Regions from separate parts of the Mus musculus genome. Here region 1 is linked to region 2. A link is a contact called in public Hi-C data. All regions are on one chromosome and are shown on one strand. Each heading gives the region's core, a stretch centred on a gene start, on an enhancer-like site or on the middle of the called end of the contact. The rest is flanking DNA. Distances are from core to core; before and after follow the strand shown. Region 1 overlaps Nek10 (NIMA (never in mitosis gene a)- related kinase 10). Region 2 has its middle 69 kb from the start of Slc4a7.

Region 1 (4,801 bases), core at 171-2,670, 210 kb after region 2:
TGAGCTAGATTAATAGAAGATCATGCCTAGTGGAAATGTTACCTTTGAATACAAAATTTCCCTACAGTCTCCTGTGTTGATACTTGGTGCCCAACTGTGCTGCTATATGGAGAGTCAGTGGGAACCTTGAGGCAGGACTGAGCTGGAAGAAGAAGGGGCCACAGAAAGATGCCTGCTCCAGCCCCTTCCTACCATTCTCTATGCTACCATGAATTGAGCATTTTTTCTCTGCCTCACTTTCTTTAAATTGTTTCTCTCAGTGTTTGTCACAGCTATGGAGACTGAACAGAGTCACCTTAAATCCTGGGAAGGTGATTCATGCTCAGTGTTTAAAATGTTTATTTGTTTGTTTGTTTGTTTATATGTATATGAGTGATCTGCGTTAGAACAGACACACACACAGAAGAGGGAATCAGATTCTATTACAGATGGCTGTGAGCCACCATATTGCTGGAAAATGAACTCGGGACCTCTGGAAGAGCAGCCAGTATTCTTAGCCATCTCTCTAGCCCCCTTGTTTAGTTTTTAAAGAGAAATCTAACTGAAGATGTACCTCACTGAGTGAAGTCCATGTCCATATATTGTAAAGGACATCACCACTTTAACATAAGCATTCACACTGTCTATGCTTCTCTGAGCCTATTTCTTAAACATTTTGCTGCAAGGTGAATCAAAGAATCAGGTTACTATGTATATCTTATATAAGATGCACCGTGAAACTATTCAGTTCAAGTCATTCTGGGATTTTTGAGAGCTTTCAGAATTCTTTCAACTTTGGGGGCATTCAGGAAGAAACCATGAATCACTAAGTCCTGTGTCCCACCCTTGAGTGCCACAGGCCCAGGAGTACTGAGCAGTTCTTACTTACCTCTCTGCCATCCTAGGCTCATCCTAAGACCTGCACTCTTGTTTCCTATGTACTTTTGGTGCTGGCTTTCTGACTGGCTTATTGGGTTGGTCTTTCATGCAGTACATGGAGATCGTGGCCAACGAGTACCTGGGCTACGCTGAGGAGCAGCACTGTGTGGACAAGCTGGTCAATATGACGTGTAAGCATTGTTGCCAGGCACCCAAAGAATCTCGTGGACTTGGGAGAAAGAACACCTGCTGCTCTTATTATTGTTCCACTCACATGGTGTGTGCCTTTGTGCCAATGGTATCACATGTCCCCACATCTCCCCATGGCAGCTCTTTCTTTGGCAAGCATATTTGTTTCAAGGAAGAAGTCTTTCATAAAAGCGACATCTGTTGTGACATTGAAAGAAAACCTTTTGATTTCTGTGAAAATGTCAGAACCAGGGATTTTTGCTTCTAAAATTGGGTAATAATTATGCCTAGCTCATATAATGTAGACTACCCACAACATGAAAAGGAAAACTGAGAATCTCCCCTGAAAACAGCAATGTGGAAGCTGTGGCCAGGGTGTGAGACATCTCAGACATTCTTCTGGCTTCCTCAGAAAGCTTGACCAGTTTCTCTTCCTTCTCTCTCCTATTGCCCTTCACCCACCCCTCCCCCTTGCAGTCCCTCTAGGTGTGGTCAGCCACAGGATTCCTGCTGCTTTGGGTGCCAGCACAAGCCCATTGTACTTGTGTGGATAGACTGGTTTCTCATGCTTTGCTGGTTGGGCCTACGGTGGCTCTTAGGGGCAGGGGAGATGCTGGGCACCAGGATGTTCCTTTGAGGACAGCTTTCTCGGTGCAGGTCTTATGTTCTGCCTGGCCTCCCATCTCTTTGTAAGCTGGAATAATGAGTAGGGTCTTTTAAGTCCATGCCATGACCTTGTAATAAATAAGGTTCAGGAACCTGTTCAACTTTAAATGCACGGGGAGTTTGCTTTTGTGCTATTTGCAGATTTACTATACTAGGTGAGCTTCTAGAGTTGAACTAGGCAGCCCTGTCCTCCACTATTCCTTTTGTGGGTCTCTGCTCCCACTCTCTCGTTCTTCTCTTTCCTGTCACTTCTGAGGAGCCAGAGTTTCATGACAGCTGTTTCTCGATCTCCCTTTGAATGATTTCTTTCTTTAATAGATATTTTTCAAAAACTTGCTGCTGTGAAAGACCAAAGAGAATGGGTTACTGCAAGTGGAGCCCACAAGGTGAGTGGGCCCCTAGAGTGCTGAGGTTCTACATGGCCCTGTGTGTCATCAGTCGCTCTCCAAGTTCAGAGCTTAATACTCAAGCTACATGTCATTATAAGTCGTAAGACTATGCACCCAGCCTAAAATGGCTTCTCTACTTATCTTCTTATGTTCTTTACCAACACAAGGAATCAATAAATGGTGCAGCATATGAAGGTTTTTACTTTTCAATTCTACTCCAGCTGAGTGCATCACTTAACTTTAATGTTAAAGCGAAATCCATCTGTATTGTAAGGTTTTATAATTAGAATAATATGAAATCAGCATTTTCTGTAAGTCAGAGATAATTGAATATAGCAATTTATGGGATGCAGACTCACAAGGTGGTATGGTATTGTAAGCTATGGATTAAGTATTCATTTTAAGGTGCTAAAGATGCAGTTCAGAGAAAGACCTTGGGTCCTGGACTCTGTATTCCCAGGAACACCCCTCCCCCACCACCATACACACACACACACACACCCACATGTCAGTGTGTACCGTAAAATACATGAATGTTGGTTTAGTGGTAACAGACATTTAACAGGCAGATGTGTAGAGCTGATTTCAATAACCTGTTGAGTCCTCCTATCTCAGGAATGCCTAACTTGTGCTGCTTGTGGTCTTATGCTTCTGGGAGAGAGTTTAGGTGACACACAGTAGTTTTCACTTTAACAGACAGTGATTTTATTGATGTTGCTTACAATCTGACAAAACAATAACATTAAGGTGTTAAGTTGGCTTAGCAACAATTTTGAAAAGGATGTTTGTAGAATTGAAGTTTGTGAACCATATCACACAGTGGTGGAGATCAAGGAGGAGTCCAAGAGAGATGCTAACTTCAGCATAAGGAAGTGTAAAGGGATCCATGGGATGAAAACAAAAGTGCATCCCCGCATCCCCGCAGAGCTTTCACAGCTCTGACACTAGGATGTTTGGCAAGAAAGTAGTGGGGGACAGGAGTCTGTGGTCTGAAAAATTGGAGAAAGAGCATTTACATTAATGGGGATTCAATGAAGGCATTCTTCTCCAAGGAAAGGCATGATGGATTAAGCAATTTGGTCCTAGTTATAAAAAGGTTATGTTTTCAGTGGTTTGCAATCTGTGGGTTGTGGCCCCTTTGATGGTCAAAAGACCCTTTCACAGGGGTTGCATATCAGATATTCTGAGTATCAGATATTCACATTACAGTTCATAGCAGTGGCATAATTATACTTATGAAGTAGTGAGGAAGTAATTTTATGTCACCACAACATGAGGAACTGAATTAAGGGGTTATAACATTAGGAAGAGTGAGAACCACTGGTTCAAGGGTTTACGTGGGTAACATTGGGAAGAAAAATACAAGTAATTATATATATATATATATATATATATATATATATATATATATATATATATATATATTCTACTGGTGTACACACACATTTTTTAATTGAGCAAAAGAACAGAATCCAGAAAAAAAAAAAGCAAAAGATCAGTGTCTGTGATTTTTAGGAAGAGTACACAATATTCAAGAAGCTCCTGGGACTTTGGTAATTGCATTCTCTTCTTTCCTTCAGACATTAGTGAGTTTGCTTGGTGCCCGAGACACCACTGTCCTCTTGGGTGCTCTGCTGGCACTGGCCAGCTTAGCAGAGAGGTAAGTGCATCTCAGCATGCTCCTCTGTGCAGGCAGCATCGTGGGTGGGAGACACAAACACACAGGCTACTCTGTTACCTGCTCCTCTGTGCAGCATTGTGCATGGGAGACACACACACACAGGCTAATCTGTCACCTGCTCAGTTGAAACCTGGTGCGGGAGGCACATGGGGAACAGCATAGGCTAAAGACTCACCTGCTTAGGAAGTACAGCTTAAGATTTAAGTTAGAAAGAGATTTTTCCTTTTCTGACCTTTGCTCTCACTCTCCACCTGATGCTTGGAGGAACATCTCTGTGGTCTGTCTTCTTTCTTTGACTTTCAGAAATACTGCATTTCTATGACAGTTGACTCTCCCAGACCTTGTTTCTCTATTGTTAACTGTACATTCCTCGTACAATATATGACACTTTCAATGATAAAAGTTGGTTTTGAAAACCTGTCCTTTTATAGTGTCATTATTTTAAATGAAAGAGCAATAAATAGGTTTCATGTTAATGAGCAGAGTATTATGTTCTTGTGAACAGTATACTATTCCTTGTTTGTTTCTAGTCTCTCCTCACAAGTCCTTACAAGGTATCTAAGTTACTTTCCTATTGCTATGATAAAACACCATTACCAAAGCAAGTAATAGAAGGAAGAATTTATTTGGGGCTTATAGTTTTAGAAGGTGCATCTATGACCATCATGATAGGGAGCATGGCATAGGCTAGGCAGACAATGGCACTGGAACAGTAGCCGAGGGCTTCTATCTTGAGACACAACCATGAGGCAGAGAGACTAAGGTTTGCCTGAGTCTATTGAAACCTCAAAGCCTATACCCAGTGACACACCTAGTCCAACAAGGTCACACCTCCCCATCCTTCCCAAACAATTCTACCAACTAGAGACCAATTATTCAAATACATGTGCCTGTGGGAGCTATTCTTATTCAAACTACCAGATAAAGTAATATGGTCTCTAGGATACAAAAACATGTCTGGAGTAAAATATGTTTTTAGTAACTGCTAATATTTGTGTATTTGCAGTTCAGAGTGTAG
Region 2 (4,948 bases), core at 404-2,903:
ACCCAAACTCAAGGCCAGCCTAAGCTATACATATTGAGATCCTGTCTCCAAAATAGTAGTAGTAGTAGTAGTAGTAGTAGTAGTAGTACCACCAAACAAGTAGAGGACAAGTCTAAGGAAACCAGAAACTGATCTAAGAAGCAAATACAATCCTTGGGGTTGGAGATGGCTAGGTGGTGGAGACGCCTCTGCAGGGAGCTTCCACCTGTGAAGGAGCTTGTAGCATGGCTTGTGACTCCTCGGGAAGGAAAGAAGGACTAGAGCTCTCAGGGTTTGTTTCCCCAGCAGCCCATTTCTTCCTGCTCTGCCCCACCTCCTAATTTACTGTGGAGCCTCCCTTCCCCCAAGCTATCAGCTCGAAATGAATATGGGAGCCTGTAGGGTTCACATCCAAGCCAGGGCGCCAGCTAAACCTCCCCTCCACAGACAGACTCTATCAACTGGCTTGGAAGATAGCAATTATCATTCATCTGCCTTTTAACTGTACAGCTCGGTTGCTTCCGAACCTTAGAGAAAGCCAATGAGCAAGTTCAAGTCCTTTGTGTTTTCTCCTGAAAACACAAAAAAAGGTAAAAGAAACATTAAGCAGGACCCTCAGGATCCCATGGTTTAAATAACAGCTGGAATTTTCCATTTTCCTGCGGTAACCCATTGTTGCACGTGTGTGTTAAGTAACGTGTGAAACTAAGAAGAAACAGGGCAGGAGTGAAACAGATAGTGCCTACTGCAGGTAGGAACAAAAGCAACTTCCAAATCTCTTGGGGATATTTAAATATCATCCCAGTGTGAATGACTAACAAACACTGTGTCTCCTAAGCTAAGAATCACACCAACAATCAGGGAGACTTTGGAAGTCAAGCCAGCAAGACCTCCCGAACGCTTTTGCCCTTCTGACCTACACTTTTCTTCCTTCCCCAAGGAGACAGTGCCCACCCCCACAGCACAGCCCCGCCAAAGCACTGGGCCGGGGTGTGAGCTCGGAGCGGGTGCCCGTGTCTCCACTACTCAAGCCTGACTGTGGCCACATAGGCTCTGTCTGGCTCAGGAAGAGGAGTGAAAGGAAGAGGTCGCTCCATTCGGCTAGAGAGAGGGAGCGCACAGAAGTTAACCTCAGCTGCCTCGAATTACATCTGTCTACACATGTATGTCAAAAGCTGCTTAGAAATTAAGCGAGGCTAACTTCTCTTTATGAGTTCTCTTTCATCTCGGGAATTCAAAGCGTTTTGTCACAAAACCGTCATCTTTGGCATAAAAAAATGTAAATTCGAAGTTCAGGTCCTTTAAACTTTCGCGAAGCAGGGGTGGGGAGGGAGGTGGGGGGAGTGCTAAAATAAAAGTAATCCTTTTATCATTATAAGATCCAAGTAGCCAACAAAAGACCACACAGCCTGGAAAAAAAAAAAAAACCCCGCTTTAGATGAAAGGCCTCCACCTCCTCTTCTAAGGCATTCATCTAATTAAAATCACAATTAAGTCAAGGGGGCGAGAGCAGTGACTAAGACTCTAAAGCAGATGCGAAGCACTTTGACTCATACAGGATATGTTGGATTTTCTCGACATTTGGCAAAAGAAATTCGAGTCCTATCCACCCTTCTCTGACCCAGTAAACTCCCTCTCAGGGGCGGGGTGGCGAGGCTCTAAGGAGCCCACAGGTCCAGTGGTGCTGTCTACACATGAATTTTATAGTAAGGAAAACCTTGGAATCTCCCCGGCTCCGGCTTCTGAGTCATTCGTGGGTGTTTGTTTTTTGGGGCTCTGGCTTTGAGTCACCACCCTTCCTGCCGTTGCTCCTCTCAGTCGGGAGGGGGTGGGGGGTGCAATGAGTAAAAAGAAACAAATATCTGTGGCGTTTAGAAGTGGGACTTGGGCGTTGGTGGCTTGATTTTATACGTCCGCCTTTACTTTGAGATTCGCTCTTTCTTTGGTAAGTGTGTAAGATTTGAAAACTACAGCGGGAAAGAGGAAGAAGAGAGTTGAGAACGGCTGAGTCTTTTAAGGATGTGACCTAGGCAAGCGGAAAGAGTGGCCAAAGTAAAAATAGGTGGCTGTGGCTGGGGGGCTGGCAGGGCAGCCGAGTCCACAGTCCAAGCCCAACTGAGCCAGAAGCCTTCAGGGAGACCCGCAAAAGCTTTGAATTTCAGCCCAGTGGAATGTGGAGATTGAAATTTGAAACTGGGCCTTTTGTATGCAGCAGGAGACTGCCATTCCTAGCATAAATACATAGAAACATAATACAGCATAAATACAGGTGCCTGTACAGATACTTGGCTGAAATGTCTGGACCATGAAAACCAAGCCTGGGGCTTCTCAGCCTGACCACTGAGGAAGAAAAGAGTGTTACCTGCTCCCTCTCTCATTTATAGGAGAAAGCACCTCATCACCTCACTACAAAGAGGAAAACAGATAAACTTGGGGCTGTCTTCCTGGGGCATTGACATTTAAAAGTAAACAGAATCCATGTCTTGTTTTCTTGAGTTTGCTGTTTGTTTGTTTGTTTGTTTGTTTGTTTGTTTATATTCTCCGTGTATGGGTGTTTTGCCCAAATAGATGTCTAGTACAGAATGTGGAGAAACTGCTTCCTGTGGCCAGAAGGGGCGCTATATCCCCCTGGAACTGGAGTTACAGATAATTGACCCCCACCATGAGGATTCTGGGAAACAAACCTGGGTCCTCTGCAAGAACAAGAAGTGTTCTTAACTGCTGAGCTCTTTCTTGAGTCACACTGCCTTGTTTTTCAAGATAAGTATCTTAGGTTATTACAAATGAACTCCTGAACTAATTACTTTGTACACACATATATGTAAGAGACACTCAAGGCCTATTCCAAATCAACACACCTAATTGTGTCTTTGTGGCTAACAAACCTGTCTCTGGCTAACTTTATCTATCTGCTCTTTCCAGAATAATTCAGCTTGCATCTTACTTAATATTGAGTACACCTTCTCAGAAAGGGGACCAATGAGATAGTGTCAGATGTTATCACAGCAGCTCATTCTGCTCCTAAGTTCAATGTTTGGTATAGCTAAGAATCAAGCCTCTGGGGCGTGTCTCCCATGCTGGCTTGGTTCTTTAGCTATGAGCTACCTACCAAGTTGTACCAGACTCACATCACACCTCCTGCACAGCTGCCATGGAGCTTTTCAGGATAGACATTGATTATGAATCCTGTGGTCTCTTGCAAAAGCATAGTATTTGAAAGTGTGGTAGTCCTTTCTGTGCAGAAGAGGCCAGTTTCAGAGAAAAAAAGAAATGAGTTCATACCTCACAGATGAGATGACAAAGTGCTGCAAACTGGAGTTTATGTTTTTAAGTAAGGGCTGAGTGTGTATCTTAGTTGGTTAAATGCTTGCCTAGCATGTATGAAGTCTTCAGGTCAATCCCCAGCAGGCATGTTGACACATATCTGTAGACCCTGGACATAGGAGGACCAGAAGCCATCTTTCTACAAAGGGAGTTTGAAGCCACCCTAGGATTTATAAGACTTGGCCTCAAAAACTCAAATGGGGTTGAGAAGATAGCCCCAGGGTTAAGAGTACATGTGGCTCTTCTAGAGGACTTTATCACCCACCCAGACAGTTCATATGTGTCTATAATTCTAGCTCCAGGGGTTGCTCATTCTTCTGACATTCCCACATGTGACAGACACTGACACAGACATTCATACATACACATAAAGTAAAACAAATGTACAATCATTCCGTAATGTCTGGAGAGATCATAGATGGAATGTGCTTCCTGGGGGCTACTGTTGGGCCATATAGCAAGAACAAATCAGCTCTGCCCTTCAAGGAACTTGGCATCTTGTTAGAGGTATGGTTTGCCCTATTCCTCCAGAATTGAAATATCTAGTTCAGAGTGTTTCCACTCCCTATGAGAACTGAGCTGCTCAAAGCAGGGATATTGGTTTTGTTCACTGTTGTATCTAAGCACCTAGAATGGATCTTTGCATACATTGGTCTGGCATGGTGAATGTCTTAGTCTGTGTGATAAATACCGTGATTCTCTTGATCAATGTTCTATTGCCATGAAGAGACATCATGGCTATGGCAACTCATATAAAAGAAAGCATTTCATTGAGACTGGCTTACAGTCTCAAAGGTTTAACCCATTGCCATCATGGCAGGGTAGAGAAGCACCTGAAAGTTTACATTGGGTATTCAGGCAGCAAGAAGAGAGAGACTCTGGTCTGGCTTGGGCTTCTGAAATCTCAAAGCCTGCACCAATGACACACTACCCCCAACAAGGCCATACAGTAGGCCCCAAGAACAATTTACTGAATGGACATATGTGGTATACAAATAGTGTATGTGTGTGTATATGTGTGCTTGCTCACGTGGGGGTAGGTTGGGACTCATATATCTAGTTCTTTTCCTAAGTTTAGATATAGAAGTAGTAATAGGACTCAGTTTAGGGAAGATCAACATTAAGGTGCTTAGAGAAAAAAAAAACAAACTTAATGGTCAAAGGGAAAACTTTTTTAAAAAGATGATCATTTTATGTAGCCTGGGCTAACCTTGAGTGCTGAGATGACAGACTTAAGCCAACACACCTAGAAAGAACTGTTTTTAAATTTTACGATGTGATCTGGTAATGGCAGTACATGAGTTTAATCCTAGCACTCGGGAAGCAGAGGCAAGTGGATCTCTCTGAGCCTGATGTACATAGTGAGTTCCTGGACAGCCACGGCTACATAGTGAGACCCTGGCTCAAAAAAACAAAACAATTAACAATTTGAAGGGTGCTTACTGCCATGCCTGGTGACATGAATTCAATCCCTAGCAGCATTATGTAGCAGTACCCACATGATGGAAGGAGAGAAATGACTCCTGAAAATTATCCTCTGACCACAGCACTTGTGCATGAATTATGAGCATATGTACACACAAAACAGTGAAAGTGAAAAACAATTAATTTAATGAGTTGGAAAAATTGCCAATGCTCAAATTTC

The links. A called contact is a pair of places that touch in the nucleus more often than the background predicts.
Region 1: a contact with region 2 is called in a Hi-C map of myocytes, with 2.0 times the contacts expected there. The contact joins two enhancer-like sites. A contact is called at or near these places in 6 of 484 Hi-C or Micro-C datasets (adipose-derived mesenchymal stem cells, cortical neurons, muscle stem cells and 2 more).

The regions. Positions count from the first base shown.
Region 1 is chr14:14,841,816-14,846,616 of GRCm38.p6, forward strand. It overlaps Nek10 (NIMA (never in mitosis gene a)- related kinase 10), which reads left to right. Exons shown (of 35, transcript NM_001195229.1): 7 at 971-1,049; 8 at 2,032-2,099; 9 at 3,683-3,762; 10 at 4,790-4,801. Among named protein-coding and RNA genes, the nearest start is that of Nek10, 23 kb to the left of the region's middle. Within about 2 kb of position 1,421, at least 32 of the 459 cell types and tissues checked have an H3K27ac peak or open chromatin away from gene starts, as enhancers often do. A contact at or near this core is called in muscle stem cells and myocytes, where this site is marked.
Region 2 is chr14:14,631,613-14,636,560 of GRCm38.p6, forward strand. No RefSeq gene overlaps it. Among named protein-coding and RNA genes, the nearest start is that of Slc4a7, 69 kb to the right of the region's middle. Within about 2 kb of position 1,654, at least 282 of the 459 cell types and tissues checked have an H3K27ac peak or open chromatin away from gene starts, as enhancers often do. A contact at or near this core is called in muscle stem cells and myocytes, where this site is marked.